Regions from separate parts of the Triticum aestivum genome. Here region 2 is linked to region 1. A link is a contact called in public Hi-C data. All regions are on one chromosome and are shown on one strand. Each heading gives the region's core, a stretch centred on a gene start, on an enhancer-like site or on the middle of the called end of the contact. The rest is flanking DNA. Distances are from core to core; before and after follow the strand shown.

Region 1 (3,226 bases), core at 385-2,884:
CCGGTTTATTTCTTCAAAAAAAAACACTAAATCATTTTTCTTCTATGGCTCGCCAAAAGTATAAAACACATCAAGCATAATAAGCATAATAAGAAGGACCACAATAGACATCGAATGTTCGCTGGAGGCATGATATTTGTAAATGTTATTTATGGCAAATTCTTCAAAAACGCATGGCAATTTCTGGCATGAAGAGGATTTTGTTGTGTTCACTTGAAGGAATTGCTATGGTCCCGACACATAAATTGCCTGTTCGTTTTTCCATGACCCACAACGAACGTTCGCCGAATAACATTACGGTAATAAAATTACGTCGATGTCTTTGGACAACCAAACGACTGATGTCGTCAACAGAACAAATCTTCGACGCATCAATGTCACCGTTCATGTACCAGAGTCGGCTTGATCTTGTTGATGACCATCGGGAAGTCTTCATGGATGTGTTGCTAGGGACCCGTAGTGGCCGATGTTGAACCCTTAAAAATCGATTCAATGCCTGACACCAGGTCACACACACACACACACACACACACACACACACACACACACACACACACACACACACACACACACACACACGACGAGAAACCGTAACCTCACGGCATACGGCGGGAGTCTATCCTAGAGCTCCGCTGAGTCCGTTTCGATGAACTGATTCGAGCAGGATCAAAGCCCAGAAGACCGACTCAAAGATGAAACGTTGCATCCACTCGAGCGCTGCCCGTGCAAAAACTAAAAAAAAAGCATAACACATACTACTAGCCGTCGGAACAGATGCATCTGGATTCCCCTCCCCGTAGCGACCATCGCAGTAACATGCAGAGGGGAGGTGAGTCTACGGGTTGTCCGACAGAGCCCAGAAGGAATGAGTTGTTCGCCCTAACGTCCCTTTCACGAGAGGGGGGAGCAAAAGGATGTACTATGGGTCGAAATGAAGGATACCAACCGTTAAAAAAAAATGGATGCCATGTAGCGGAAAATGCTTACGGAGGCTGAGCTCTTGGGCCGGAATTTTCTTTCATTTGTGCAGCCTACAAATCACTAACCATTTTTTCTTTACGAAATTTAACACGTTCTTGCGGAATGCATACATGTTTCCATGTACCCTTTTCAGATTTTTTTGAAACTTATAAATATGATTTTTGATGTTTTCAAAATACCGAGCTCCTCGAGCTCGGCCTTGAAAAATCCGCACTCTGCCATGTACTCCCCTCGTTCCATAATATAAGAGCGTTTTTTATACTAGTGCAGTGTAAAAAACGCTCTTATATTATGGGACGGAGGGAGTAGTTGATTTCTGGTGTACGGAATGATAGAATTCTTTGGTGTTTTGACATGGGAGTGAACATGAACCGGTCAAACATGGTGATCTCTGTCTGTGTGTCCATCTCTGCTTCTTTGGGCGGTTAATCACATGAACGATTACGGGTGTAAACATGCCGAGAAGTTGACCGAGTTGTGTCACATTAACTCGGTGCAATGCAGCTAACGACACATCGCACACCCGGTTAGCAGTCTGAACGGCGCCGGGCTCAGTTCATACGCACGAATCCATCCCATTCCCAGTTCCCGGGGGCGTCATGGTGACCACGGCGCCCGGCGCCCGTGGGTTATATAAGGCCACAGGGCGCGCACCTGGCTAACACAAACAAACATCTCAGGCTCCACCGCTAATCACCACCAACAAGACTCGCCTTTTGCTCCGCCCAAGGATGCCATTCCCGCCCCGCCCGTGAACGCCCGAACCAACTCACGCCAAGCTCCGGCATCCATGGACGCCAGCCTCCGCACGCTGTCCCCGTCCAGCTTCACGGGGGAGGTGCGCTCCGCGGTGTCCTCCCTCCTGCTCTCCCCCGGCGGCGCCAGCGCGCTCGACACCGTCTTCTCCCACCTCCCGCCCCCCGTCACCATCCCGCCGCTCGGCTCCAGCGTCTACTACCGCCAGAGCGAGCTCCTCCGCAGCTTCGCCGCCACGCAGCCGCACCACCATCTTGCGGCGGCGGCAGCCAGCTCCTCGTCGTCGGGCTACGCGCTCCCTTTTCCCGGCGCGGCGGACGCGGCGGCGGGGAGGAAGATGTACCGCGGCGTGCGGCAGCGGCAGTGGGGCAAGTGGGTGGCGGAGATCCGGCTGCCGCAGAACCGGGTGCGCGTCTGGCTCGGCACCTACGAGTCGCCCGAGACCGCCGCGCACGCCTACGACCGCGCCGCCTTCCGGCTCCGCGGCGAGTACGCGCGCCTCAACTTCCCCGGCGTCATGGACGGCGCCGACGACGCCCGCTTCCCCGACGCCCTCCGCCAGCTCCGCGACGCCGTCGACGCCAAGATCCAGGCCATCCGCGTCCGCATGGCCCGCAAGCGCGCGCGCGCCAGGCGGCTGCGCGAGGAGGCCAAGCAGCAGCAGAACAACACCACCACCCAGCGCGCCGGGTCCGCCGAGGCCGCCCCTGCGCCGCCCACGGCCCCTCGCCCCGTCGTCTCCGAGAGCGCCACGACGTCCGAGACGACGACGTCGTCGTACGGGTCGCCGGAGGGGGTGCTCTCCGCGGCCGACTTCGAGTGCTCGCTCCAGCGGATGCCGTCCTTCGACCCGGAGCTGATCTGGGAGATGCTCAACTTCTAGCCAGTAGAACTAGACCGGTCCGAGGCGCGGACAGACGCAAAGCCAACCAGCACGCACCAAGGTCCATCCATCCATCCCATCCCATCCCATCCCATTCATGGCGTGGAGTGGACATGGTGGCGGTGCCTGTCTGTCGGAGCCGAGCTCGTAGGATCGATTGATTCTCCATGTGTTGGGAGGGAGGATCACAGTTAACCTGTCACTATACGAGCAATAAAATGCCCGGGAAAATCGGGCGTCTCCTAGAGAGTAGAGACTATACTCCTAATTACTAGTACTAGCAACTGCATTCTGCATCTGTCGTGTCGTGTCGTGTCGTGGGTTTTGGCATCACATCGCATCGACAAGCTGTAACGCTGATTGATCCCCGAATTCACAGCATCTCCACAGTCTTACATAAGTGATACTAATTCCAGTGTGCGTTCTTGAGCAAGCACCATCGTCTTCCTCCTCTGCTTCTTGCTCTGCTTTCCGTTTCAGTCCCCCAGCCTCACTCCACAGTAACAGGCGAAGATGCTCGAGGAGGAAGAAGGCCATGGTGATGGTAGGTTCATCTTGATTTTCTGAAAGGAACATTGCAGATTTGTTGTGGTCCAACGGAGAATT
Region 2 (3,226 bases), core at 506-3,005, 35 kb before region 1:
TCGAGGGATCGATCTGTGTCAGTGTCTGTATGTATGCATGGTATGGAACGTGAAGAAGCTAGCCTACCTAGCTCCCACAGCCCACAAGGCCGGACACAAGTGGAACGGAGGCATCGCACATGCCGTTCCCCGTCAGTGACTCGCTGATGACGCCGTGCTGATCCTGCCGCCAAGTTGGCGACGTGGGTGGCATCCGGCCTACGAAACGGGGCGAACCCACGGCCTCCGATCAACGGGTGGCTTCAAACTCGCAACACAGCACAACTTAAACAACATGCCTTAACTGGAAACTGTACACGATTGACCGGTTTGAATACAGTACACACGCTGTAAGTACAAACTTATATTAACTCTGCCGACAGCAAAGTCAAAGAATTCCAGACCGGATCGCTACTGCATTCCGTCCCACAGCGACAGCCGAGCAGCAGAGCTAGCAGAGATCGAAAGGCTCACTCGGACTAGTGGATCAAACATCGCCATTTGACTTAGCGCGCCCTGGGCAATTCACGCGCCAGTTGCCTTTTGCGTTTCATTGCTACCTGCTGCTAAGCTGCTTCATTCCCTCTGGTTGGGACGAGAGCGCATCACGATGAGCATGGCGCTCCTTCTCGCGTCCCCTTCTCAGCCAAATTCACTGTCATCGGCGGTAAGCTACAACGAGCTACCGCCACCGGCGGCTATGGCAGTAGGCTTCGCTTGGTCAGCAGACGCCCGTTTGAATGTTGATCAAAGCCTATCGTCAGTCATCTTGGCGGTAGGCAGTGTAAACATCCCCGTCAAGGACGACAGTAGTAGAAAAAAGGTCATATCCGAAAAAGATTTCAAAACGGGGTCAAATCATGCTAAAGTTTGTCAAAAGGGTGAGAGCAGTGAATTTGGCCCCCCCTCCTCCAACATGGGGATTCTTTGTGATTCACCTGACCATGCTTTTGTTTCCTCTGTGTTTCAGCACGTACCTTTTTTTGACGGGTATATTACGTACTAGCACGACTAGACAAGTAGCAAGCATCAAATCAACTGATCGAACGTCACAGAGGAACCAAGATCGGTCGAGGCACAATGGAACATCTCAGGCAAGAGTGGCTAGCTACATATGCTACACTTCCTAGCGTCATGTGCTCAAACAAACGGGATGGGCGATGGATCATCAAATCAGACGATCGATCACGAGCCATGAGCCACGCATGCATGCATATTCTCTACTACCTCCTCCGAACTTGTTTATTGGTCTCGTTTGTAATTTGTGTCAAATTTTGAACAAAGATTTAACTAACAAACTGTTAATGCACGTCAACAAAAATTATATCGTTGGATTCGTATTTGAACATAGTTTTTAATAATATAATATTTTTTTAACATGCATGAACATTTTGTTAGTTAAATTTATGATCATCCGCAAAAGAAAATTATGGTTAAAATTTGACACGAAACACAATAAAGACCAATAAACCAGGACGAAGGTAGTAGATGGTCAGTCTTGAAACTGAAACGATCGTTCATGTGTCGTGGAGGCAGATGCTCATGGGTCATGTTCACTTCCCTCACTAGAATAGATGGTCAGTCATGAGTGGACCATGGGGAGCCGGACGATCTGCGCAACATGACACGGGAGGTAGGTTATGGTCGGTAGCAGGGCTGCTCCAGAGTTCAGAGATGTCAGCTCATGTGTTCCGTGGCCATGGCCTTGGGGGCTCACACCATTGGTCCCGGCCGTGCATGCATGGCCACTCTTTGATTTGGGCAAGCATCCAATCCAATTGCTCAGCTGGCTGGCTGCCATGCATCTCGCGACCCACGGCCCTACCAAGTACGGCGACGTGCCCAATCCAGATGCATAATTGGCAATCTTGTTCCCTTTTAAATTTCTCATTTGAATTTATTGAGAAAATACAATGTCATTTTCCTGGATGATTAATTTCAGCAAACCGTGTAAGCATAAGCAAACTCGATCGAGTGGATTTTTTTTCTTTCGGAAGGGAATTCTATCATGTGGATGAGCATGGTCTGATCACGTTAATTTCGTTTCGAAACTTTTGCGTGGGAGAATATCTTGTGAAGTGTGTGTGGCTACGTGTCACTTTTGCACTGTTGCTTGGGATAATCATATTCTTTTTTCCTTTGTCTTGAACGCAAAATTGTTTCTGTGCACAGGATAAGTGTGAACGGGGTAGTCTCTAGACGACAAACGAGTACTTTTGCAGTTGCTTCCCGCACCAAACTTTCTATGGGACCTTCATGGGACCATTGGGTGAAGTGTCAACCTCGATCTAGACCTCTGATTTCAGCTAAGAAGCAACTTTTAGGTAATATCCAACTACAAATTTGGTTTACAACGCGTTGACCTATTATTTATCAACTCCTCGGGGCAGTGAGGTTAGAGTTTCTCATCTTACGTACACGATGGCGAGATTTGGCATTAGATTCTTTGGATCAACTCAAGGGTTCAATGGTGATGGTTGTGACTTCGGAGTGCGGGTTTTTATGGGCACATGTTGTTTGCACACGAACATGTCACCATATACACTCGGCGCCGGGGTGATGCACCACAGCTCACGTAGAAGAAGACCCGGTCGGAAGCGTGGTATGCGGCCGGCGGGTGCTTTTGTAGACCCCGAAACCCCGCTTATCCGAGAGGGACCCTGTCAGGGTTTGCAGCGGCTATGGACTGCACCAGGTCGATTCGCTCACCCCTAGAGCCCCGTGGAGACTCATCCCCCAACATGGATGACTTACAAAAGAGCGAAACACATGATACAATGGTAGGAGATAAAAATAGATGAACACAAAAAGTATGATAGGTTGCTTGACTCAATTGGTGTTGTTCAATCCGTCGTCACCTCATACATATATATGAGGCGGCTGAACTTCTCGTACAAATAAAGGTCTCATGTAGGCTTTATTTATTACAAGAAAAATACAATAATTCACGTCTTAAAACCTATGTTGTAGTCTAACTCGGATTTAGCCCGGATATGGCCCGTACTTCTGTCCTCCTCCCTGTGCTAACTGCTGAAATCGCATACAAACTCGGATCGAGATGGTGCAAACATCAAATTTGTGCACCTCAACAAGACGAGCAGTTCTCATGGTGAACACTTTTCCATGTAAGGTGATCTTCATGCTTCTAAGATTCAATCTTTAGCTTCAGGTCGGAATCCGTCACGCGGTCGTCTGGACAGTTTGCTGCTCGTAGCTACTTTCTAGGCCATAGACTAACTCGGATGAT

Evidence for each region. Hi-C and Micro-C count contacts between places; a contact is called where the count stands out from the background.
Region 2: a Hi-C map of leaf shows a contact between it and region 1, with 4 times the contacts expected there. The contact joins the enhancer-like site here to the promoter of LOC123099532 in region 1. A contact is called at or near these places in 2 of 5 Hi-C or Micro-C datasets (both in leaf).

Annotation. Positions count from the first base shown.
Region 1 is chr1B:670,747,235-670,750,460 of IWGSC CS RefSeq v2.1, reverse strand. LOC123099532 (ethylene-responsive transcription factor ERF061) reads left to right here and starts at 1,634. Exons shown (of 1, transcript XM_044521678.1): 1 at 1,634-2,879. The coding sequence starts at 1,772. The coding sequence ends at 2,620.
Region 2 is chr1B:670,781,875-670,785,100 of IWGSC CS RefSeq v2.1, reverse strand. No RefSeq gene overlaps it. Among protein-coding and RNA genes, the nearest start is that of LOC123099532, 35 kb to the right of the region's middle. Within about 2 kb of position 1,755, at least 5 of the 8 cell types and tissues checked have an H3K27ac peak or open chromatin away from gene starts, as enhancers often do. A contact at or near this core is called in leaf, where this site is marked.